Linked DNA regions of Mus musculus: all the other regions are linked to region 6. Evidence: chromatin contacts called from public HiChIP or PLAC-seq and promoter capture Hi-C data. All regions are on one chromosome and are shown on one strand. Each heading gives the region's core, a stretch centred on a gene start, on an enhancer-like site or on the middle of the called end of the contact. The rest is flanking DNA. Distances are from core to core; before and after follow the strand shown. Region 1 holds the start of Kif18b (kinesin family member 18B). Region 2 holds the start of Arl4d (ADP-ribosylation factor-like 4D). Region 3 holds the start of Higd1b (HIG1 domain family, member 1B). Region 4 holds the start of Eftud2 (elongation factor Tu GTP binding domain containing 2). Region 5 holds the start of C1ql1 (complement component 1, q subcomponent-like 1). Region 6 holds the start of Ubtf (upstream binding transcription factor, RNA polymerase I). Region 7 holds the start of Etv4 (ets variant 4).

The links. Promoter capture Hi-C pulls out the DNA fragments that hold promoters and counts their contacts. HiChIP or PLAC-seq counts read pairs in DNA pulled down with a chosen protein or histone mark.
Region 1: a FOXA1 HiChIP or PLAC-seq map of pancreatic cancer cells shows a contact between it and region 6. The contact joins the promoter of Kif18b here to the promoter of Ubtf in region 6.
Region 2: a contact with region 6 is called in an HNF4G HiChIP or PLAC-seq map of pancreatic cancer cells. The contact joins the promoter of Arl4d here to the promoter of Ubtf in region 6.
Region 3: a contact with region 6 is called in an H3K4me3 HiChIP or PLAC-seq map of bone marrow-derived macrophages, with 5 times the contacts expected there. The contact joins the promoter of Higd1b here to the promoter of Ubtf in region 6. A contact is called at or near these places in 2 of 39 promoter capture datasets (cranial neural crest and embryonic stem cells) and 3 of 115 datasets of contacts at active chromatin or transcription factors (bone marrow-derived macrophages, embryonic stem cells and pancreatic cancer cells).
Region 4: a contact with region 6 is called in a promoter capture Hi-C map of erythroid cells, with 10 times the contacts expected there. The contact joins the promoter of Eftud2 here to the promoter of Ubtf in region 6. A contact is called at or near these places in 2 of 39 promoter capture datasets (erythroid cells and fetal liver) and 1 of 115 datasets of contacts at active chromatin or transcription factors (pancreatic cancer cells).
Region 5: an HNF4G HiChIP or PLAC-seq map of pancreatic cancer cells shows a contact between it and region 6. The contact joins the promoter of C1ql1 here to the promoter of Ubtf in region 6. A contact is called at or near these places in 1 of 484 Hi-C or Micro-C datasets (embryonic stem cells) and 2 of 115 datasets of contacts at active chromatin or transcription factors (bone marrow-derived macrophages and pancreatic cancer cells).
Region 7: a contact with region 6 is called in an HNF4G HiChIP or PLAC-seq map of pancreatic cancer cells. The contact joins the promoter of Etv4 here to the promoter of Ubtf in region 6. A contact is called at or near these places in 1 of 115 datasets of contacts at active chromatin or transcription factors (pancreatic cancer cells) and 1 of 9 other capture datasets (pancreatic islet).

What each region holds. Positions count from the first base shown.
Region 1 is chr11:102,923,416-102,926,406 of GRCm38.p6, forward strand. It overlaps Kif18b (kinesin family member 18B), which reads right to left and starts at 1,709. Exons shown (of 16, transcript NM_197959.2): 1 at 1,568-1,709.
Region 2 is chr11:101,663,514-101,666,825 of GRCm38.p6, forward strand. Arl4d (ADP-ribosylation factor-like 4D) reads left to right here and starts at 2,028. Exons shown (of 2, transcript NM_025404.3): 1 at 2,028-2,124; 2 at 3,035-3,312. The coding sequence starts at 3,137.
Region 3 is chr11:102,834,319-102,837,646 of GRCm38.p6, forward strand. It overlaps Higd1b (HIG1 domain family, member 1B), which reads left to right and starts at 1,531. Exons shown (of 4, transcript NM_001357580.2): 1 at 1,531-1,642; 2 at 2,295-2,444; 3 at 2,916-3,050. The coding sequence starts at 2,345.
Region 4 is chr11:102,879,373-102,882,519 of GRCm38.p6, forward strand. Eftud2 (elongation factor Tu GTP binding domain containing 2) reads right to left here and starts at 1,603. Exons shown (of 28, transcript NM_011431.3): 1 at 1,523-1,603. It overlaps Ccdc103 (coiled-coil domain containing 103), which reads left to right and starts at 1,852. Exons shown (of 5, transcript NM_028492.3): 1 at 1,852-1,943; 2 at 2,980-3,059.
Region 5 is chr11:102,945,449-102,948,598 of GRCm38.p6, forward strand. It overlaps C1ql1 (complement component 1, q subcomponent-like 1), which reads right to left and starts at 1,268. Exons shown (of 2, transcript NM_011795.3): 1 at 417-1,268. The coding sequence starts at 1,013.
Region 6 is chr11:102,317,444-102,320,427 of GRCm38.p6, forward strand. It overlaps Ubtf (upstream binding transcription factor, RNA polymerase I), which reads right to left and starts at 1,653. Exons shown (of 21, transcript NM_011551.7): 1 at 1,405-1,653.
Region 7 is chr11:101,783,647-101,786,793 of GRCm38.p6, forward strand. It overlaps Etv4 (ets variant 4), which reads right to left and starts at 1,664. Exons shown (of 13, transcript NM_001316365.1): 1 at 1,462-1,664; 2 at 871-981; 3 at 584-677; 4 at 321-368. The coding sequence starts at 930. It overlaps Gm39392 (a long non-coding RNA gene), which reads left to right and starts at 1,675. Exons shown (of 3, transcript XR_880221.3): 1 at 1,675-3,147.

The sequences.
Region 1 (2,991 bases), core at 459-2,958, 610 kb after region 6:
TCTGGGAATTGAGTGTTTGTTTGTTTGTTTTCATTTGTGTGAAGGTAAATTTTAAGCTAATTTAATCACCTCATTGACCTCACACCAACTAAAAATTTCTATAGCTTCTATTTTGGGAGGACCGTGGTGAGGGTGCTGAGAACTAAACTCAGGCCTCAGTGCATACCAGGGAAGCATTTGCCACTAGCTCACACCCCTAACCCCATGCCAGCTCTCTTTTAACTATAATTATGATCTATTTAACTGACTTCAGTGTATTTTTGTTTTAAATTCCCAAGTGTGAATTCAATTTTTCATTTGTATTTGTGTGTGTGTGTGTGTGTGTGTGTGTGTGTGTGTGGTGTTTTGAAAGAGTCTCAATACAACTGGCCTTAAACTCAGAGACTCTTCTCCTCTGCCTCTCTCTCAGGGGCTGGGATTATTTTACTATGCCTAGTTTGTATTTATAACTTAACTGTTTGTGGAGAGAGAATATAGTTTATACAATATTATGATAATTTCAGTTGCTGTGTCACTAGATAAGAGAAAAGCTTTGCAAATGTCTCTAATAATATGATGCTTCTATACTTTTTTTTAAAAAAAAGGTATTAGGGCTAGGTTTGATCTCTAGACCATGAGAGAAAAAAAGGTACAAATGGAGCGAAATTAGATAAAAACAAAGTAATGGAGAATGAGATGCCTTAAAATCCTGACTGGCAGAGGGCATGGTTCCATAATGAAATAGGCATGGAAGAAATAGGATAGGGACATTGAAGGAAGCGCTGTTAACAACAAAAAGCTCATCCACAAAAGTAAAATTATATATGTCCTCCCAAGTCAAGCTTAACTACACTCTGTGCCTCCGTTTCTCAACATGCAAATTGTAATATTTTTTAATTATCTGTCTCACCAGGTTTGTGTTAAGCTTGAATGGCATTCGGTTTTTAAGTGCCCAACAAATATTAGACACCGCTGGTAAAGTTATATGATACATCATTTCCCTATGATGCACTGAACCACCAAAACCAACACAAACCAGTATTTTAAGTTCTTTGGCACAAAACAGGCTCTACCTTGTACTTGTCACAGTAGCTCAAATGTCCAAGGCTAAAAGACTCGATCATCCTGGTACTAATAGAGGCCTGGTTTTCTTTCATGCTCGCCAGTGTTTAGGAGTGTCCCAGTAACCAAGCTGCCTCCCTCGGTACACACACAGCCGCGTAATCAGCTCTGACAAGAGGAGCGGAGTGGTTCTCCCATTCTCTCCTGCCGGGCGTCCCAGATCTCCAATTCTGACCTGTAGAAAGACCCAATTCCACCTCCCACACGAGGAGGGGTAGCTGCTACGGAGCCGGGTGCACCTTTCAAAGGACCGGGTATACATGAGAGGACTTAATATGGGCCCCGGACCGTGGGACGCAGAGATCACGATCGGCTGCATTCTCGGTGTAAAGGAAGTGCCCTCCTACTCGTCCCTGACCTGCCCAAACAAGTGCTGATTCGGGTTCCAGACAACTGCAGCGAGCCCGCGCAAACGACAGCTCTGCACCGAGCCCGCGGGGCCGCCCCACCGTCGACCAAAGCCTACCTCTCGTCGGTTCCCGGTGCTGGTGTCGGGGGTCGCTTACGCGTCCCTCCGCCTCGGACAGGAGCCCTCGGATTCAGGAGAGAGCTCCCCCACACCCGATTCCACCGAACCAACCTTCTTCCGGCGCGGCGCGTTCAAACTAGCCGGTCCGCTCATCCGCGCTTCTCATTGGTCACCGCCCGGCTCGCTGATTGGCTGTTTCCTAAGTAACAAAGACAGCCGGGGGTGCGCTTGCGCACTAGTTCTCTTGCGCGCCTTGGGTTTCTTTGGCCAAATCAAACCGGACGGAGCGGAATTGCCACCAGAATCGAGTCTCTAGCAGTGTAACCAGGGGGCCTGCCCCGTCTCTGTGGTCTGTGGGCTGAGTTCAGCAGCGGTTACAGCGACCACACATTCGACAGAATTTAAAACCTGCTTTTGTGGCTTAAATAGGCACCCTCCAATTCAGAGTGGCTCGTGCCTTTAATCCCATCACGCAGAAGGCAAAGGCTGGCGGATCTATTTGAGTTCGAAACCAGCCACCCTCCAGGTAGAGCGTTCCAGGCCAGCCTGAGCTACATGAGAACTTTACTCGATCTCTCTCTCAAGTAAACTGTCCTCATGGTGGCGTTGTGAGCAAGTCTGGGGCATGTAAAGGTTACTGTAGGGTTTCTTTCACCACAACTGTGAACAAGCTAGTAGAGTCATTTAATACTGGATAACTTGACTCAAATTATTTATTCACCACACTTAGTTTAGTGAGGACAAAAACAACAAAATTACATGAAGTTAGGGTTAGTACAAAGATACAAGAACACTGAATACTCTTGCCTTCTCCGTCTCCAAAAGGAACAGTTGTTTAATGATAGCTTCCTGGTAAAGAAGTTCCCTCCTCGCTTACTGTAAATCTGGTTTTTTTGTTTTTGTTTTTGTTTTGTTTTGTTTTTTTGCGCCCTAAACGTCCCCACACACACACACACCCCAAGCTGAGAACCAAACCCAAGGCCTTTTCTTTTGAGTGAGTGAAGTTTGCTTGGTCTTTCATTTTATTTATTTATTTTTTAATGTATATGAGTACACTGTTGCTCTCTTCAGACACACCATAAGAGAGCATTACAGATGGTCGTGAGCTACTATGTGGTTGCTGGGAATTGAACTCAGGACCTCTGGAAGAGCAGTCAGTGCTCTTAACCGCTGAGCCATCTCTCTAGCCCCCAAGGCCTTTTCTTTACCACTGAGCTAAATCCCCATAAGTAAAAATTAAAAAAAAAAAAAAAAACGTAATGTGAATAACGCACCTTGTAGATGTTCAATAAAATGGCACTAGGTGTTCTCAGATTCATTCAACGATTGTTATGACAGGTTCAGAGGTTACAGTGATATGTGATATACAGAGCTCCCAGTCTATAGGAAAAACTTAGATATTTATCACAGGTGGGGATTGT
Region 2 (3,312 bases), core at 778-3,277, 650 kb before region 6:
ATCTTGTTGTCCTTTTGGTCACCTTGCCCTTTGTAACATCTCCTCCCCTTCAGGACAACCAGAACTGCGACTAACTGCTAAGCACGATGCCCCACCCAAGTGCTACATTTCTAGAGACCTTTTCAGAAACTTCTAGGTGACCCATTCTTTCCCTCTGAAATCCCTCTGAAGTCCCCATTTGATGATTTGTTAAAAAACAAAAAAAAAAAAAATTGTGTCTTCCTGAGCTGCCGCTGTCTGTCACTCATTATGGAATGTGACCTTTGAGGCTTGAGGTGTCTGTAGCCCTAGAACTCTGGCTGGTGCTGAGGAATGAGCTGTGTTTGATTACTGAGGTACTTGGGGCAGAACCCAGAGTCTGTGCATGCTGGGCAAACTCTCTGCTGCTACGCCATCATGACTGGTTCATCTGTATTTCTGAAATAGGGTCGTGTTAAGTTGCTCGTGCTGGCCTTGAACTCATGATCTAGCCTAGAGAGGTTATCCATGTCTTGTCTCCTGCCTCAGCCTCCAGAGTACCTGGGATAACACTCTGTGGTTATGCCCAGTTGAACTTTGTCTTTTAAAGTCTCTTTTATCGTGCTTTTTAGACAGCATCTCACTGTGTAATGCTGGCTGTCTAACGTAAGACTGCCTCGCCCCAGAGTCTCCCCATGAGAAGACTATTGCCAAGCAGTGAGCATCCTGGCACTGAATTCAGACAGATCTTGCTCAGCCACATATGACCTAAATGTGATCATAACTAAGTCTTTTATCCATCTGCAGCTTTCTGTACCTGTAAGAAACAGACAACAGTCCCTAACATGCTACTGTGAGGTAATGGGGTCCTCCATGCTCTATATGCAGGAAGCTGAGGCCCAAAGATTGTTAGGATGTCCAGGATAGCCTGAGCTACATAATGAGATTCCTATCTCAAAACACACACACAAAAAAACCAAATATAGCTGGATATGATGGCTCATGCCTTTAATCCTTTTTTTTCCTTTTTTTTTCCCGAGATGGTTTCTCTGTGTGGCCCTGGCTGTACTGGAACTCACTCTGTAGATCAGGATGGCCTCGAACACAGAAATCTGCCTGCCACTGCCTCCCAAGATTAAAGGCATGCACTACCACTGCCTGGTTTCATGCCTTTAATCTTAAAGGCAGAGGCAGGTGGATTATTTTGTGTATGAGGCCACCCTAGTCTACATAGTGAGTTCCAGGATAGCTAGGGTTATATAGAAAGACCCTGTCTCAAAAAATACTCCCCCCACCCCCTTATCCCTTGAAGCAATGGCTCAGTGGTTAAGAGCACTTATTACTCTTCCAGCGGACCCAGGTTCGGTTCCCAGCACCCATATGAGGCAGTCACCACTGTCTCTAATTCTGGTTCCAGGAGATCTGACATTTCCTACTGAACACATGGGCATATACTGACCCACTGGCTTAACTGACACTGAGCACTGCTGCCCTTGCAGAGGTCCTGAATCCATTTCCCAGCAACCACATGGTGGCTCACAACCATCTGTAAGGGGATCCGATGCCCTCTTCTGGTGTGTCAGCGTCCCCGTACTCCTATATACATTAAATGGGCTTAGTATTATGAATCAGCTGTATCAGAGCTCCAGGTAAATACTGCTTTGCAAACTAGATGAAGACAGTGACTTGAATGAGTACTACTGAATGAGGTAAGATACGAAAACATGTCAGAATCTCTTCGAGCAGATCTTTAGGTGGAAGGAAAGTATGGGGGGGGGGCAGCCGGATTGAGGGCAAGTGGATGGGGTAGTGTCATTATTAGACATTCCGTTCCATGCTCTCGTCAGGCGCAGCCACGCCTGTTCCTTTAGTCTGTCCCACCTCCCAGCCCTAATGAGTTCCAGGCTCTGTTCCAAATACTGAATAAGGTAGAAAAGATTAAAATAAAGCGGTTCCGGATAGAACGAGCTCTCCATTTCCAGGCTGGGGCTGCAGAGGCTGGCTCAGTCCCCGCCTCCGGGACGCTGATTGGGCCGCGTCGTGTGACGTCACGAGAGGGTTTTTAACGAGGAACCGGAGCAGCGGCACTGCAAAGTCCGCTGTGGCTGAGACGCGACGAGTCGGTGTCTGGTTGGCGTGGCTCGCGGAGAGTGCGGCTGGCTGAAGGTAAAGGAGGGTGTCTGGACCATGCAAAGGCGCCGGCTTGCGGGGCTTAGGGGAGCGGGCGTCGACCGCTGGCTGGAGAGTTGCAGGGCCGTGTGGTGGTGGTCAAAGCGCCCGCAGGGGCGTGCCACCGTTGTGGGTATGCGGTGCTTGTGGGAGCCCGACCCACATCGGTGCTCTTACTTTGGGCACACTGCCCGACCGCCTCCTTCATGCGAGATTTCTCCTCTGGGGAGTGGAGAGCACAGCTTCTGCTTTCTCTCAATCTCGGAGAGGGGTGCAGGGAAACGACCTTACTTCGGATCTTGCCTGCAAGATCCGCACCCTCGAAGATCCTAGTGCCCGAGAGTTTCTCTGACCTCAGGGCCTCTCCTAGGAGTCCCTGGGACAGGAGCACGCCTTGTTACACCTGTAGCTACTTTTTTTATTTTTTATTTTTAAGAAGAGGGGAAGGAGAAAGGCATTGGAGATGGTTTAAAAGCGCCTACCCTAAAACATGAGGACCCTAATTGGTTCCTGAGACCCACATACTCTTGTAAGTTGTCCTGACTTTAACACTCAAGCTGTGAGTGGCTTACACACACGCACAAAATATTTTTTCTTTACTTTGGAAAAAGAGGCACTTAAAAATCTTTTTTTTTTTCTTTTTTGTTTTTCTAGACAGGGTTTCTCTGTGTAGCCCTGGCTGTCCTGGAACTCACTCTGTAGACCAGGCTGGCCTCGAACTCAGAAATCCACCTGCCTCTGCCTCCCAAGTGCTGGGATTAAAGGTGTGCTCCACCACTGCTGGGGCAAACCTTGTTTTAATAAAAGGAATATTTAGAAGGGTAGGGTGCAGGTTTAGGGGAAGGACCCAAAAGTTGCAAATTCGTTTATTCTAAACCTTTCTCGTTTCTTTTTTGGCCTTGTTTAGACACCCCAGCTTGTGCTACCTGCCGTTTTAAGGTCTCCTCTTCTTGGCCTCTGCTGGAGTCCCAGACCTACTCCTGAGGTCCACCCTGCACCCTAGCTCACCATGGGGAACCACTTGACTGAAATGGCCCCTACAGCCTCGTCCTTTCTGCCGCACTTCCAGGCCCTGCATGTCGTCGTCATTGGGTTGGATTCCGCGGGGAAGACTTCCCTTCTTTACCGTCTCAAGTTCAAGGAGTTTGTCCAGAGCGTCCCCACCAAGGGCTTTAATACTGAGAA
Region 3 (3,328 bases), core at 281-2,780, 520 kb after region 6:
TTGGTGTGACCTTGAGCCTCTTCATAGAGCAGTGAGCGTCAGGGAGAGAAAAGAGGGACATCAGCTGCTGGACATCTTTCTAGTGCCAAAAAGGCCCCTCTGGGAACACACGCGCACATATGCATGCGCAGAGAGGCTACGTGATGTACAGAAGGGACTAAGGCCTGGGAGGAAGGGGCCCTTCTCAGTGCATCCTGCTCTGTCCCCACGGGCTAAACAACAGCTGCAGCTTCTTCTAGTCAGGGATGCCAGGATGGACCATCCATGCTTCAGTCTCAATAAAGGGTTTCTGATCAGTCAGTCCCCTGGAGGCAGCCAGACATGGGACAGATCATGACAGCACGACTTATTATTAGCTATGCATCTTTGGACAAGTAATTTGCTCTCTCAGAAGCACAGAACCTTCTTCTGTGACTGACAAAATACCTGGTCTAGGCAGATTCACACTTGTGTCTGTCAGGAAGACGGAGTAAGCAGTATTCCAGTTGTTGCAAACCACTGAGAAAAGTCCCCGATCCCTGCTGGGTGTGGTGGGGCAGCATTTGGGAGGCAGAGGCAAGTGGATCACTGTGAGTTGTAGGCCAACCTGGTCTACACAATGAGTTCCAAGCCAGTCAAGACTGTACATTGAGACCCTGTCTTAGACGAAAACAACAAAAAGATCCTTTGATTCTCCGAACTCCTTCCAACTGGGGCTGAACCTAGGGCTGCCCACTGGCTAAGTACGTTACCCCTGAGCTGTACCCTAAGCCTTCCTCACCTCTTTTCAACATTTTTCTCTGTGTAGCCTTTACTATCCTGGAACTCTCTCTGTAGATCAGGCTGGCCTCGAACTCAGCGGTCCACCTGCCTCTGCCTATGAGTGTTGGGATTAAAAGCATGCACTACCACCATCTGGGTTTATTATTTTTTGAGACAGTGGGTATGTTGCCCTGGCTGGCGTGGAACTCACAGCAACTCACTTGCTTTCTGCTTCCTGAGATCTGGCATTAAGGTGTGCACCAACACACCTATTTTTTTGAGACAGTCTCATAAATTGTCCAGGCTAGTCCTGAACTCACTCTAGCCAGGCTACCTTTAAATCTGCAACCCTCTCATCTCAGCTTCCTAAGTAGCTGAGGTTCCAGGTACAGTTCTGAAGGGGATCAAGACTAAGGTCAGAAAGCCCTACAACTGAAACATCTTAGACTCCACATCGCTCATAGGAGTTTAACGTGGGGGAGGACCCAGGAGTCCCGTCCATCTTTGCTTCTCTAGTCCTCCACAGCAGTGTTCACATGTGCACCAACGGGCTTATAGCAGTTAAGGTCTCTCCTCTATCAGGTCTAACCTTACTTTGCTACCTCTGGAGCTCAGTGTGTGTGTGTGTGTGTGTGTGTGTGTGTGTGTGTGTGTGTGTGGTGCTCAGTGTGTGTGTGGTGCTCAGTGTGTGTGTGTGTGTGTGTGTGTGTGTGTGTGTGTGGTGTGTGCATTTAAGACTGATGCCGTTCTCTCTCCTTCCTGCTGTCATAACTTCAAAGACACTGCTTCCCTGACCCCATAGTGACAACTCTGGCATTGGCTTTTTATTGATTCAAAGCAGCGGATGCTGAGCCTTGGTCTGGCTGTTCATTCTCCACTTTCTAGCCATCTATCGAGTACGGTAAGCACGGGCATGCTGAAGGAGCTGGCTCAGTCTTTATCCTGGGATTGGCCTCAGAGGGCTTCCTACTGTACCCCTCCTCTGAGGACTGGGACTGTAGCTATGATCAGAAGAGACATTTTTAGGGGTTTGTAAGGAGGTCAGGAAGGAGGCAGAAGTTGGCAAGCAGTTTGAGGACCAGAATTTGTTCCTTTAGTCTTAGGTGCAAAATATATCAATGTCTTGCCATTTGCATCTGCTCTAGTGGTCTGGTTAACCAGTGTTGCGTCTGTCAGGGACAGCTCTGGATCCCCAGAGCCAGATCGTGCTCTGTAGCTCCCTTAGGAGCAACTATCAACAGATCCATGACCAAGAGGGCCCCAAGATTCAAAGACTGTTCCAGTCTACTCTGGATTTTTCCAGCTGTTTTTCTTGGCCAGAGGATCACACCCATCGGGATGCAAACCGAGAGCAGGAAGCAAGCGGAACAGTAAAGTCAGATGAACCAGAGGAGAGGCAGATGTCACGGACACGAGGACGGTAGCTTCGAGCAGCCCAAACCCTTGCAAGAGAACACCCAGAGGGGTATCTTTTCAAGTGCAGGTTGTGCTGGACATGGTCAGGACCTGAAGACTAAAAGTCAGAGTCCTTATTGTGGGCTATCCTCTTCTAGAAGTGGGCTAAAGCCTAGGCACACAGCTGTTAACATCTGGATCCAGGATCATGTCTGCTAACAAGGGCTGGTGGGTGCCACCTGAGGGTGAGGACAACCTGTCCAAGAAGTTCCTAAGGAAGACCAGGGAGTCTCCACTGGTGCCTATAGGTGAGTAGGGGAAGAACAGGGTTGGGGTGGAGGCCTCCTCTCTGGGACTTCACGTCTCTTGTTCCTTTTAAAGAATGAGGCACTGGTCAGAGAACTCAAGTGGTCCACCCACTACACAAGGAACAGTACAATTAAAGAGTCTGGATGGGTGGTGGTGGCACCGGGCAACAAGGTGCTAACAGCAGCCTCCGGATAGGGGGTCATTTTTGCAACCTGGGATTGCCTCAGTTTTCCTTCCAGGCGCTAGAATATGAAAATGTATACAAAAAGGTGGAAGCCAGGAGTGGGTGGAGGTGGCGGCAGTGTAGTCATGACAACGAACTACCAGCATATGGGGAAGGGTCATCATGAGGATCACAGCTGCATCAAAGAATCTACTCAGTGCCTGCTACCCAACCTGCACTGCCCCGAGGGGAGCCAAGGGACCTTGGACTTGGACACATGCCCAGTGATCGCATTCTCTGCCCACAGGTGTAGCAGGCTGCCTGGTGATAGCAGCATACAGGATTTACCGGCTGAAGGCTCGGGGTTCTACCAAGCTCTCCATCCATCTGATTCACACCAGAGTGGCGGCACAGGCGTGTGCTGTGGGGGCCATCATGCTTGGTAAGCAGCATGGTGGAGGCAGAGGGAGAGGAAGGACAAAGTGGAGTGTCCTTAGTTAACTGGTCCATGGCTCAGGTCCCTGCTTCACACACTAGGAAGTAGTCACATCACTTCCTTAATGAGCCCCTAAGCAGAGGCCTTTCTCTTGGTTCCTCATTGGTCACTGTTGCTGGGCCATGGGACAGTATGAAGACAACCTGCTTCATGAATTTTCCCCAGAGATGAGAACCCGGAAGAAGCAGCAGTTACTTGTGAGCTATGACTGTGGGCTAGTCCCT
Region 4 (3,147 bases), core at 353-2,852, 560 kb after region 6:
GTCCTGGAAACCCACTGAAAAGCTACATAGGGTAGTGTGAGTGTCTGTGATCCTAGACGGCCAACAGGAAATGGGAGGCAGAGATTCTCTGAAGCTCAGAGCCAGCTAGCCTGGTATTGGCAGTAAGGAGGAGATAGGACCAAACCCTGAAGCTGTCCTCTGACCTCCACCTGCAAGCCACAGCACATCTGATCCTCACTTACTACACAGAAACACACACACACACACAGAAACACACACAGTGTGATTATCCAAGCATAGGATCTTATACCCATGATCCTACATACATCCTGAGAGACCCTGTCTCAAAAAGCAACAAGTAACAAATGTTGGTCATAACAAAACTTGACCTTCTTGAGCACGTGAATCCCCATGCTCCTTTGTGTTCACGCACCAATGCCCCTGACAGCACCTTGCACAAAAAGACACTCAGTAAAGCTAAGGGAGTGGAATGTTTTGTTCTGAAATTCTGGTATTTCTTACAGTATACCTACTGTTTTTATTTCTAAGAGGCAACCACAATTATGTTCATTGTCTTCTCCCAAGATTACCATCACAAATTTTTAAAGAAGGTTGTTTACTGAACAAGCCAAACTCATCTCTGCCCCCAGGATAATTGTCATTCCCATTGTCCTCTGGCTATGTATACCTTCTTAATTCATTTAACTCACCCTTTTCCTTTAATGTCACCTATTTGTCACTCCACATATACTTGCCAGGCCACCCTTACACTAATCTCTTAGTGTGTGGCTGGGTGCTTAAGATCGAATCCTGGGCCTCACACTCTACTAAACACTTCTCCACCGAGTTACACCCCTCGCCTAAGTAAAGTCAAGGTTATGCCTGAGTAGTACTTAGGGAACATGTGTGTGTGCCCGCTACTGATAAATGTTAATAATAAAATAGGAGCAAAACGACAACAGTGCCTGGGACAAAATAGGCCCTCAATACGTTTTGCTAGTTTTGTTTTTCGAGGGTGGCTTTGGGTAGGGGAGTGAATTAGTGATATGCTTAGTTTAAGTAAAGCTACTCTAAATAACCAAAACTGCATCTTCCCACTGCAACGCAGAATCTCAAAGGAATGCTGGAATCTTTTCTGGTTTTGGCTTTTTGAACCAGACCCGCTACTTAGCCTTGAACCTGCACCAATATTTCTGTCTGCATCTCCAGAGCGCAAAAATTAGGCACTCGCCATCACAGTCAGCTCGGATGCAGAATAGTTTGAAGATGGAGACAGTCTGGCGGTGAAGCAGGCACCGATGGAAGGGGGAGTGGCAGGGGCCTGGGTCTTTACAGCGCCACCTCTACTAAGGGACAGGATCTTAACCACGTTGGGGACCGCGGAAACCCCGGAATCGACGGTGTGTGCGTGCGTTGGGGTCTTTCATTCTCTTTCCCACGCCAGAATTCAATTTACGCGTTCGTTAAGCGAAAGGGATAAGTACTATATAAATCGCCTCTTCCCAAGCTCATGTTTCGCTCGTTCCCCAAGCCCCGAAAGGACCCTTCCCGGCCAGCTCACCCGCCGAATGCTCAGCCGAGTGCCCCGGTCCGCCGCCTGAGCCCGCGCTTCCGCCGCACGCCGCGACAACGCCGGCGCCCGGCGCTAGGAAGGACCCCGAGCGCGTCGCCGGACCGCCTCGCCTCGGAGGACAGCTCTGCCTAAGGAACAGCTTCGAGAAATTCTGGCCCCGGAGACAGAAATGGGAAAGGCCAACTTGTTGGTCCTCAAAACGAAGCGTGGACTTCTCCACAAAAAAAGCAAGGCCGGAGGATTCTGATCAGGCGCCTTAGGACAGCCTGAAAGGAGGGCCTTCGGGCCGGTCACGTGGGCAGACTGGTGGCGCCGTTGCTAGGCAACAATCTCTGTTGCGAGGGCGATGCACTAAGGTGTTCTACCAGATCCGGGGTTTCTCGAGAGAAAGCAGGGAGTCCAAGACTGGGTGAGGGTTTAGGGACAGTAAAGGGGATTGCTCTAGTCATTCTATAATTGGAGAAGGCTTAGAACTCGACAGAGAAATGGGTCGGGTAGCGAGAGTCTATCGTCTCTATTGCTTAGAGGCTGAGCCTAGATCATGATGAGCTCAGAAGTTTTGGAGAGAGCAAACTAGGCACAGCGAGATCTCCTCACCCCCCAAAATATTGCTTAGGGTATGAGACTCTTGAGTACAATTGTTGGCTGAGTAACACAGCCCACTTCTCGGCGTTCCATTTCCCATCATGGTTGGGATGGCTGTGGATTTGCTTGCGGACCAGCTCATTTCCTGCCCTAGGGCTGATCATGAGTGAACTATGGCTCCAGCTCACCAGGATTCTGAGGTGGAAAGAGGTATCATAAGTAAATGTCAGAAGCCAGACCGGAACACATAGCTTCCTATGAAAACAGCCCCATCAGACACATACCGGGAGGCGGCAGGACTTCAGTGGTAGGACTGGAGATAATGCCCACACAGCACACATTTGCCTGCCGCTCTGTGCTGCTCAGGGATTTGGGGATGGAGGCTACTGAGTTTTCTCCTTCTGACACTTCTCAACTTCCTGCTTTGTCATTGCTTTTGGTTGAGGTGATTTTTTTTTCTTCATTAAAGACATTTAGTGAAGTGTGAAATTTTGTCCTTGAGCTGGAGTAGATAATAAAAGAAACCTCTCTGTCTCTCTCTGTATCTGTGTCTGTCCTCCCCTCTCCCCCCCTCCCCCGCTCTGTTCCTTTATGGTAATAAACTGATATAGAGAAATCCTATGTGAAAGAATGAAGAGTCAGAAATCTGAACTCCAAATTGCCTCCTCAGATGAAACACCTGAATTAATAGGTGTGTGTGTGTGTTGTGGTTTTGTGTTTTGCTGGGGATCAAACCCAAGGCATTTGCATTCACAAGGCAAAATCCTACCGCTGATCCAGCCCTTAGTGTCTAAAATATTGTTAGAAGCAGAGAGCAAAGTCAAGACTTCAAACGGGAAACCTTTCTGTTTTGTTCTCAGTGAGAAGCCTGGAATACATTTTCATCACGCAATTCCATTTTACCTGTAAAGGAAGAAACTAGATTTTTATAACACTCCAGGTTAAGTATCAGATTGCTTTGGGTCATTTCACATTCTGGCAATGAATCCCAGGGCATCATCTTTACCCTGAAGACTTAAGCTCTGCTG
Region 5 (3,150 bases), core at 18-2,517, 630 kb after region 6:
TTCTCCTTATCCTTGCCCTAGAGCATCCTTGCTGTTCCCTTAAAGCCAGTCGGCGTCAGCTTGAATCTTAGCTCTCAAGAGAAATCAGCCTGAATCAGTCTCCCACGGGCCAAACCCCTACGGACCAGTTCGTGCGCCCTAGAGCCCTGTGATCTGACTAGTTGGATTTATCTTTACGCATTTCCACTCCGCGGGTGCCCTGTAGCCTCTCCCTTAAGAGCTCAAGCCCAAGGGTTGAAGACTCAGGGGTGCCCGCTAATTACAACCATTCTTCACATGATAGTTAAGGGGGCCGCTTTAGGGTCTCCACCTACGCCTGCCCGGTGTGCCTGTCGACTCTGATCCAATACGCATTCTCCTGGGGGCTCCCTGGGAGCCCTGCCCCCAGGTCAGCCCCACGCCCCCTCATGGCCCACCTGGCCGTTCTTGCAGAGGTCTGCCCACATACTGGTGCCGTCGCCGCCGCGCATGAGGACGTGGTAGGTGAAAAAGTAGGTGCCAGGAATGTTGCATGTAAACTTGCCGCTGGCCGCATCGTAGTTGTTGCCTAGGTTGGTGACCACGTCGTCAAACTTGAGCACCTCGTAACCCTCATGAGGGTTCTTGAGGCCGGCGTAGAAGGCCACGCGTGGCACCGTGGTATAGGTGGCCGTGCTGATGGCGCCGCTGCCTCCCGAACCCGGCAGGCCAGGAGGACCAGGCTTGCCTGGTTCACCCTTCTCCCCAGGCGGCCCCACAGGACCTGGAGGGCCCCGGTCTCCTGGAGGCCCCGGAGGGCCCGGCTTGCCCGTGCGGCCCGGCTTCCCCTGGGGGCCCTGCACCAGCGTGGAGGGCGGAGGCGCACCGCTCTGCTCGCTCAGAGCGTCGCCGCCGTCGGACCGCGCGCCGGCGCCGGGGCCCCGCGCGGGATAGGGGTCGCACACCATGCGGCAGGTGCCCAGCATCTCATAGTGGCCGTCCGGGCCGCCGGAGCTCACCAGCACCGGGATGAGCACCACCAGCACGAGCAGCATCACCACGCCCGCGGCGGCAGCCAGCAGGGTCTTCCGGCCGGCGCGGAGCCTTGGGAGAGCCGGGCCACCCGGCCGCGCCGTCGGGGCAATGATGCCGGCGGGTAAGGGGCGCGGGCGCGACGCCCGCGCTCAAGGGCGGTCCGGCGGGGCTGCGGGCATGGGGCCGGGGCCCGGGCGCCGCGCTGCGCTGCTTGCGCTGCGGAGCCCAGCAGCCGGCTCCGGCCTCGTGCTTCCCTCCCGCTGCGCTGCCCGACTGAACGCGGCCTCCCGCCTAGCGCCTAGCTCCTCCCGCCTTCCCTGGCTGGGGCCACTGCCTCCTCCGTTGGGCCCCGCCCACCCGCTCCGCGGGGCTCGGAGAGGGCGAGGGGTGGGGCTGCGGGCGGGGCAGGCGCCTAATTGGGCCGCGGAAGCCTCAAGGTGGGAGGGGCAGGGAGGGGCGGGGCTATGAGAGTGGTGGGCATCACGGAGGGAGCTGGAGATTGAGGCTCAGAATGGGGAAGGGGCTAGAGTCAGGAATGAGTAGGACCAAAGGGCAAGCGGAAGGAGGAGCCACAAGGAGAGGCAGAGAGCTCAGCGTGGCATTGAGATAGATGTTCCGTGGGTCAGTTCCGAGGAAAATCGTGACAGAGGGGCAAAGGACCACCACCTGCAGGAGGTCGAAGGATGCAACATTGCCCCCTGTCTGCAGGGGACAAAGAGATGTTGCAGGGGGTGGAGGGTTACAGAGTGAGGAACAAGAGAGTAGAACAAGAAAGAGGATGAGGGCTAAAGCCTGGAAGGAATACTGGGGAGGGGCGTTCCATAGGCACCCAGGCCTAGCATCCAGATAACCCGTCTGGATCCTTTGCTTTTAGGGTGCCCAGAGGGAATCTCTGAATTCTAATAGCAGCCTGACTTTTTATCTGATTCTAACTACTTCAGGGGCATTCTCTCCCAGGTGGCAGCGTCTTCAGCCCCTTCTTTTCCACTGCCCCAGGGGATATCTTCTAGGCTGCCTCTACCTGTGGCCTCTTCCATGAGGCCTTTTCTGATCTGAGCTACTAGCTAGACAAGTGGGAAATACGGACCCTGAGAAAATGAAGTACCCCTCCCATGTCATCTCTTAGTGTTAACCAGTCCTAGGTGGTTCTGCGTTTTCTAGCACTCCCCAGAAAGAGGGGGGTTGATCTCTCCTAGCCCCTTAGGGGACCCCCCTAACTCTTACCCCATCACGTTCTTCTAGTGCAGGAAAATGTTTAGGTTGCATAAACTGAAATGTGTCTGCTTCCATCAACATATTTGTCATATTCTGTGAGTCCCAGCTCAAGCTGTGTTCCTCCTTCACCCTCCTTTATCCGAGGAGGAGGGCTGTGTCTTTCTGAGGCCTCTGGCCACGATAAACAACAACACTCCAGACTCATTCTTTTTGCCTGCAAGACTCCTCCCAGTTCACACTCCCACCGCCGACCTCCCACTGTCCATTTGATTCCCTGATTATCCCTACCTAAAACTGAGATGCCAGAATAACCAATGGTAGAAGTGGGGGTGGGCGGGACGCTGCCAGAGAGGACTTTCCAAATACTAACCCGGGTCAGCATGACATCCATCACCAAGGAGGAGGGAGCTAAGACAAACTGCGTTGGATGCTTTGTATGTATGGTCACATTTGATCTTTACATCAATCTAGATATAAAGCCCACCATTATCCTCGTTTTACAGATGGAGAACAGAGGCTCTGCGAACTTAAAAGAGATTTGCCCCCAAGTCACGAAAGTAAGATGTGGTGGAGATGGGATTCAAGCCTGCAGCCTTGCCCCTCGCTGTTTCAATCTCAACGCGACAGGGTCTCTGGGGCCTATTTATTGTCGAAAGTGCAAGGTGATGCGAGCATGCCTTAGGACCCCTACACTCCTCCAGGCAGACTCAGGCCGGGTAGCCCTCAGCTTTCAGCTGTCAGCGGCCTCCTGGTCCCTCGGGACAGTTTCTTAAACATGATTCCCTTTAGAAGGACAGGGCTAGTGAGTGACCGGAGGGGCACTTGCACGGTCATGGGTATGATCTATCCAGACCCCCAGCCTTCTAGACAAGCCCTCGAGCCCCTAGTCCCCTAGGCTGCTGGCGTTCGTTAGCTGCCCGAAGCTGTGGCTTGGCGGGCGGG
Region 6 (2,984 bases), core at 403-2,902:
CCCCGGCTCACGGCGCCCTTCCCCGTTCCCTGATCATCTTGTCTACAGTTCTCCCGGTATCGCCACTCGGCGTCTACCGCAGCCGCGGCTCGCTCCCTAGCCCCGGCCCCGGCGCACGTCCTCCGCCGCCTCGGTTACCCGGCGCAGCGCGGCCTCTGAGCTCCCCGCTCCGGCGGCTCCCTTCTCGGCTCTGAGCGCGGCGCCCTCCCCCGCTCGGCCGGGCACAGCCGCAACTCCCTCCCGCGGCGGCAGCGGCTCCTCCTCCGGGCGCGGCGGCGGCGCTGGGGCGGCGGCTGCTGCTGCTGCTGTGGCGGCGGCGGCTGTGGCTGCTGCCTGCTGCTCCTCGCGGCGAAAAGCACAAAGCACAGCGCCCTCCGCCTGCAGGCAGCCCGCCCGCCCGCCCGCCGGCCCCGGCCTCAGCTCGCACACCCCCCGCCGCCGCAGCAGCCTCCGCCGCCGGAGCGGGGAGGAGGGAGAAGGGAGGAGGAGGAGCGGGAGGGGGGGCGGGAGAAGCGGGGCAGCGAGCGCGTCCTTCCCCGTAGAGCGCACACCGACCCCCGGGGAGCGAGCGCCAGCCCGCCCGCCTCGCCGGCTCCGCTCCCTCCCACAGCCTGCCCGGGCGGGCTCCGCGGGGGGCAGCTGGGAGGAGGGGCGGGCGCTGGGGGGACCCGGGCGGCCGAGGCGGAGGCAAGGAAGGAGGGGAGGGGGGTGGTGGTAGTGGCGGCGGCGGCTGCTGCTGTTGCTGCCGCCGGGGAAGGGGGGGGCCGGGACAGGGAAGACACGCAGCCGCCCGGATGGCGGCGGGGCTGCGAGCCGAGGCGGGCGAGCAAGCGGGCGGCTAAAGCGACCTCGCCAGCCCCGCGGGGGAACTAGCAGGCTTGGCCGGCGCGGGAGGAAGGGAGGGCCGAGGTGCGGCGGTGGAGAGGGTGGCCGGCGAGCCTCGCGGGTGCCGGCAACCCTGCTCTGGAGCTCTCTTCCAGGCTCTCCCAGCTTAAGCTCGGTTTCCCGGCCTAGTCCTCATCTGCTCCTCTCTCCCGCCTCCGGGAGCGGGCTAGCGACCACCCTGGTCCCCGGAGCGTGGCTACCGGCTTGGGACTCACGCTCCCGGATCGCGGTGCGAGGTTTCGGCGCCTACCTCTCGGTTCCCTTATGCTCCGCAGAACACCCGTGAAACTTAAAATATATATTCTTAGTCCCCTAAACAACAAAAACCTCTCCCGTCCCTCCTCACACCCGGGAATCGGCCAGGAGCTGCCGACCCCAGCGGAAGAGTCACTCTGGGAGCCGGTTCAATCCAGCCCGGCATGGCTATCCAGGCCTTCCCGGGCGCGTGGAGGACGGAGATTGGCGCCGCCAGAGAGCAACCCCTTTCCCCCGAAATCCGCGGCACCGAGGCTTACTTACCGAGCAAGTGGGTGCTAGTGAGGGCCGGGGGCGCCAGGCAGCACGGCAAGCGGAAGAGCCGAGCCGCAGCTCCGCAGCTGCCGGCGCCCGGGCAGCGAGTCTCCAGACAAAGCCCGAGATGGCGAAGCGGAGCGACGGCTAATGGCGAGCCCCACGCGCCGCGCTCCGCCCGCCCCGCTCCGCCCGCCCGCCCGCCCGCCTCGGCGCAGCGCAGCGCAGCGCCGCTCCGAGCGCTCGCCCGTCAGAGCCGCCTTGGCGCCGCCGCCTCCCGGGCCGCCCCGGCCTCGCCTGGCCCCTCCGCCTCCTCCGGGCGGCTCAGCCTCACCCCTTCCCTCCCACCGCTCGGGGGCTGCACGAAATTTTAAAAAAAGGAATAGTAAAAAAAAAAAAAAAAAATGTTTTTTGCTTTTTTTTTTTTTTCCAAGGCAGATGTTTTTCGACATTTAGCTCTTTTTTGGCTCCCAGCTCCCACTCACCTGCGGGGCCTCCGGCAGGGCTGGGGGCGGGGGTGCGCGGGGCTGGAGCCGCCGAGCGCGGGTTGAAAGCTAGCCAAGCTCTGCAGCGCCCGACCCGGGCGTGTACGCCGCCGCCAGTCCCCGCAGAGAAATCGTCCTCCTACCCCCGCCTCCATCGCTCTGCGTTTCTCTTCCAATCAGCCGGTCGCTTGGCGGCTCCTCCAGTCTCCGGCCAAGCCAGCTGCCTAGAGCGAGCTCCACTCCATCTGCTTGCCCGACTCCTCGCTCTCCTGTCGGGGCGGGCAAGGCAGCTTGAGGCCGGAGGGGGATCTGTGAGGGATCCTGCCTGCTCCCTCTCCCATTGCTCCATCCTTGCTGTCTCCTGCCTCCTCCTCTCCTGCGTTTTTCCAACTCTCCCCTGTCGCCACTGGTGTGTGTCTGTGTGCGCAGGTTTTCTCTCTCTCTCTTTTTTTTTTTTTTTTTATTGCTTTGCTTTTGCAACCCTGAAGCTAAAGCGGGATGGGGGCGAAGGGGAATGTTACAAAAAAGAAAAAGGGAAAAAAAAAAGCCTCCTAGGTTTGCAACGTATGAAAATACCCGGGAAGTACCCCGCCTCGTTTGGGTCTCGGTGCCCGGCGAGGGCCTTCCGGATTTCAGAGCCAGTCTTGGGTTGTTCTCGATGTCCCCCATCTTCACCGGCCGTATGATCCGAGGAGTTAAGAACAAAAAGTTCACCCCTGTGTCGTAGTAGGGTGTCAGTGGGAGTTGGGGAGGTTTTTCAAGAAGCAGCGGAACGGCCATCCCTTTACCCTGGGCTTCAGTAACTAGGCCGCGACCGGGGTAGGGGTTTAGAGCAAAATCCCAGCGCGTTTGTGCGAAAGAGCTGGAAGGGGGAAGTCGGAACCGGGAACGGAGCTTCGTGCGTCTCCCCCTCGGTCTCTGCTTCCAGTTGCCTGCAAGCTCCCCCTTTAATTTTTTTTTTTTCTCCTCCTTTCCTTTAATCTAATTTCTTCCAACTCCACCTTTGTTGTTACCGGCGTCACGCCTGGATCAGCCAATCCCCTTCTCGCAATCAGCTTGTCAAAAAGGCTTGGCCAGCCCTGAGAAAGCAGGCCGCGGGCGCTG
Region 7 (3,147 bases), core at 414-2,913, 530 kb before region 6:
AGGAGCCTCCTGCCAGACAAACTCTGCAAATGAAATTTTCAACTAGGAAAAAAAAAAAAAAAAAAAAACGGGCCTTGGGCCAAAATCCATTCAAATAAGCAAATACCCCACACAATAGTCTGATTCATCCCCAGGCCTAGTTATACAAGCCTGGCTCCGGGCGAGAAAATAAATATCGATATGTGTCCACACTGGGCACCGGGGAGAGTGACATGGTTAGGGACTGGAGAGATGGGGTTGAAGGACTCCTTGAGACAGACAAGAACCCCCCGCCCCCCATGTCCCACTTCTAATTTTAGGAAGGAAACAAAACTACTCACCTTCTGCGAGCCACGTCTCTTGGAAGTGACTGAGGTCCTGGAAGAGATCTGATGGGTGAATATTGGATTGGTGAAGAGGTGGCGATAATATGGGGAAGAGACCTGGCGAGCCCGGGTTACAGCCTCCCCACTGGTGATAAGGGACGGAGAAGAATGAGTGGTTTGACTTTTGGGGAAACGTGGGTTGGGGAAGTCCAGGATAAGGCTTTGGGATGGATGTACGTGGATTAAGCAGAGGGGTCGCAGTTTGTCTGTTTCTTTACCTTCTGAGTCGGAAGGCGGCAGGGAGCCCGGGTCCATGAGCTTTCCCTGCGGGACCATCAGCGCTTCGCCCAAGCTCCCATTTCCGGGAGATTTCTGCTGGAAGGAGGGGGGAAGAATGCCCCCGAATCACCCTGAGGAGTCTAGCTTGGGGTTGGGGGTGGGGTCCCGGGGTGGCTCAGGGGCCAGGCGGTCCTGGACCCACTGAGACCCCCCGGGAGGGGGCTGCGGGGCGAGTAGGGGCGGGGTGCGGGGCGGGGGCGGGCGTGGAGGCCGGCGCGGCGCTCACGCTGCAGAAGGTGTAGGGCACTCGCTGGTCCAAGTATCCGCCTTTCATCCTCCGCTCCATCCGGCCGCTCCCTCCGGCCACAGGGCCGGGCCCCCGCGCGGAGGCAGAGACCTGGGAGGGGGGAGGCAGTTCGCACACGGTCCCGGGAGCGCTGCGGGGGGGAGGGGGCGATCGCGAGGCTTTGGATCGGACAGCGAAACTTCTCCGACTCGCTGGGACCTGCGCGGCCGAGCGCCTCCACCGCCACTCCTCTCCCGCCAAAGGAGGTCCCACCTGCTCCCTTGAGCTGGGGTTGGTGTGTCTGCTTTCTGCAGCCCTGCTCAGCCCGAACTGGGTTACATAAGACGTGTGTGTGCGTGTGTGTGTGCGCGCGTGTGTGAGTGTGTGTGTGTGTATGTGGGCGCGCGCGCGCGGCGCACACCATTCGCACGCCCATAACTCAGGCGCCCCCTCCAGCCTCGAATCCCGACGCCTCCCACCCCCGCCCCGGAATGTGCGGAAGCGGGCGCCGAACAGAGAGAGTGTGGTGTGTGGGAGATGAAGCGGGGAAATCACAGACACTCTCCCTTCCTTCCCCTTCCGCAGCTTCACCTGAGGTCCGGGCGTCTGTGCCGGAGCCGCGGGGGGATGCTCAGCATGCCCGGGGGATGACACAACTAAGGTGGCGGGGCTAGGCCGGAGCGAGGCGGCCTGAGCCCCGGGTCCCCAGAGCCCCGGCTTGTTTTCCGGGCGCAGCAGACAGTTGTGAGCCCGGGGGAGCAGCTGATTGGTGCATTTCCTTTGCCTTGGCCTCCGTTCTCGCTCTTCCCCCGCCCCTCCCCACCGGTTCCCTTTGTTTCATTGACTTTTGTGAATGAAACCCCAGGGCCGGGCACGCCCGCCAATCCTCAGACTCGGCTAGCTGAGCTTGAGGGAGGAGTTTCCCAGCCACGAAGACCAATCAGAAAGTAGGGGCTGGCTCCTGGCTTCATTCACTTTTTGGACTTCCATTCATAAAAAAATAAACTCCTTTCGGCTTTAGTTCATTCATAAAGAATTGAGAAAAAAAGACGGAAGCTGAAGACCCGGCAGCTTCTCCACGGGTTCCAACCTGGGTTTTGGGTCTAAGGACCCCTGAGCTCCTTCCGCTGGCGTTAGCTCACGCCTCTGTGCATCTATACTTACGTGGGAGTGTGAACACGTCTGTGTGCCCTGGGGGGAGGGGGAGGCAAACGGACTTGTGCGCCCAGAGGAACCATAATAACTAGCATTTATGAAGCGCTCTGCCTCCACGTGCTAATTTCCTTCCCATAACGTGGTGCTGCGGAGCGGTTTCCATTTTACTTTACAAATGAAAATGGAAGAAAGCTAAGAAAGACACCATGGCCTCCTCACCTGAGGTAACTCAGCTTGTCACTGAGGGGCATTAGCGTTTCAAAGCCACCAAGGTCTTCTGTGCAGCCCTCTGAGACCCCGAGCTACTTGAAAACAAATGGAGGCACAGTTGGTGCTCAGTAAATGTAAACTGGCTCAAACCGGCTTTCTCACGGGTCTGTGATCTGTAGAGTTGCTTATTCTGTGACCCGCTTTATCATTCATTCGAGGCTTTGCCAACAAGAGGCTCAAGGATGTCTCTCTCGCTGCCATCTTACTCCTTATGATAGGAAGCAGAAATCCCAAGTGACTTGGTGATCAAAAGACAGGATGGGTTCCAATTTTGTCCAAGAGGTTGATCTTAGTGTTTGTCATTCGAGCATCACTGCCTTCAGTAAATATCTGCTGTGTCAGACATGGTGCTGGGCGCCAAGCAAGTGTGAGAAAGACTACCTCCCTTGGGATCTGGGTTGCTTTAGATGCCGTCACAAGGACCCACAGGCCCACAGGGCTGCTTTCAAAGTTCATCTGTCTAACCAAACAGTACTTCTGAGAAAGAAAAGGTGCATGCAATCTCTTCCAGCCTGTAGGAGTCAGAGAAGGGACAAAAACCTTAACCCCCTGGCACCTGAACTGGGCTCTTTCTGCCACACAAACTCCTCCCCTTTACCTACCAAACTGTTCTTTAAAGTTTGAACCTGCTGCCGCTCTCCTCTAGGGACCCCCCTTTTCATGAGAGCCTGGGTCAGTCCATATATATGGTGAGGTATCTTTCATTCTCTTCCCTGTTAGAGAAATCCCTATATAGTTATGGGGATCTCTGCGGGGGCCCAGAGGAGGACTCCTTCCTTGAGCCTCGCTCGCACTCAAGAGTTGCACAAAATGCCTGTCAGGTGAACAGCTACAATAAAAAGCTAAGTAATG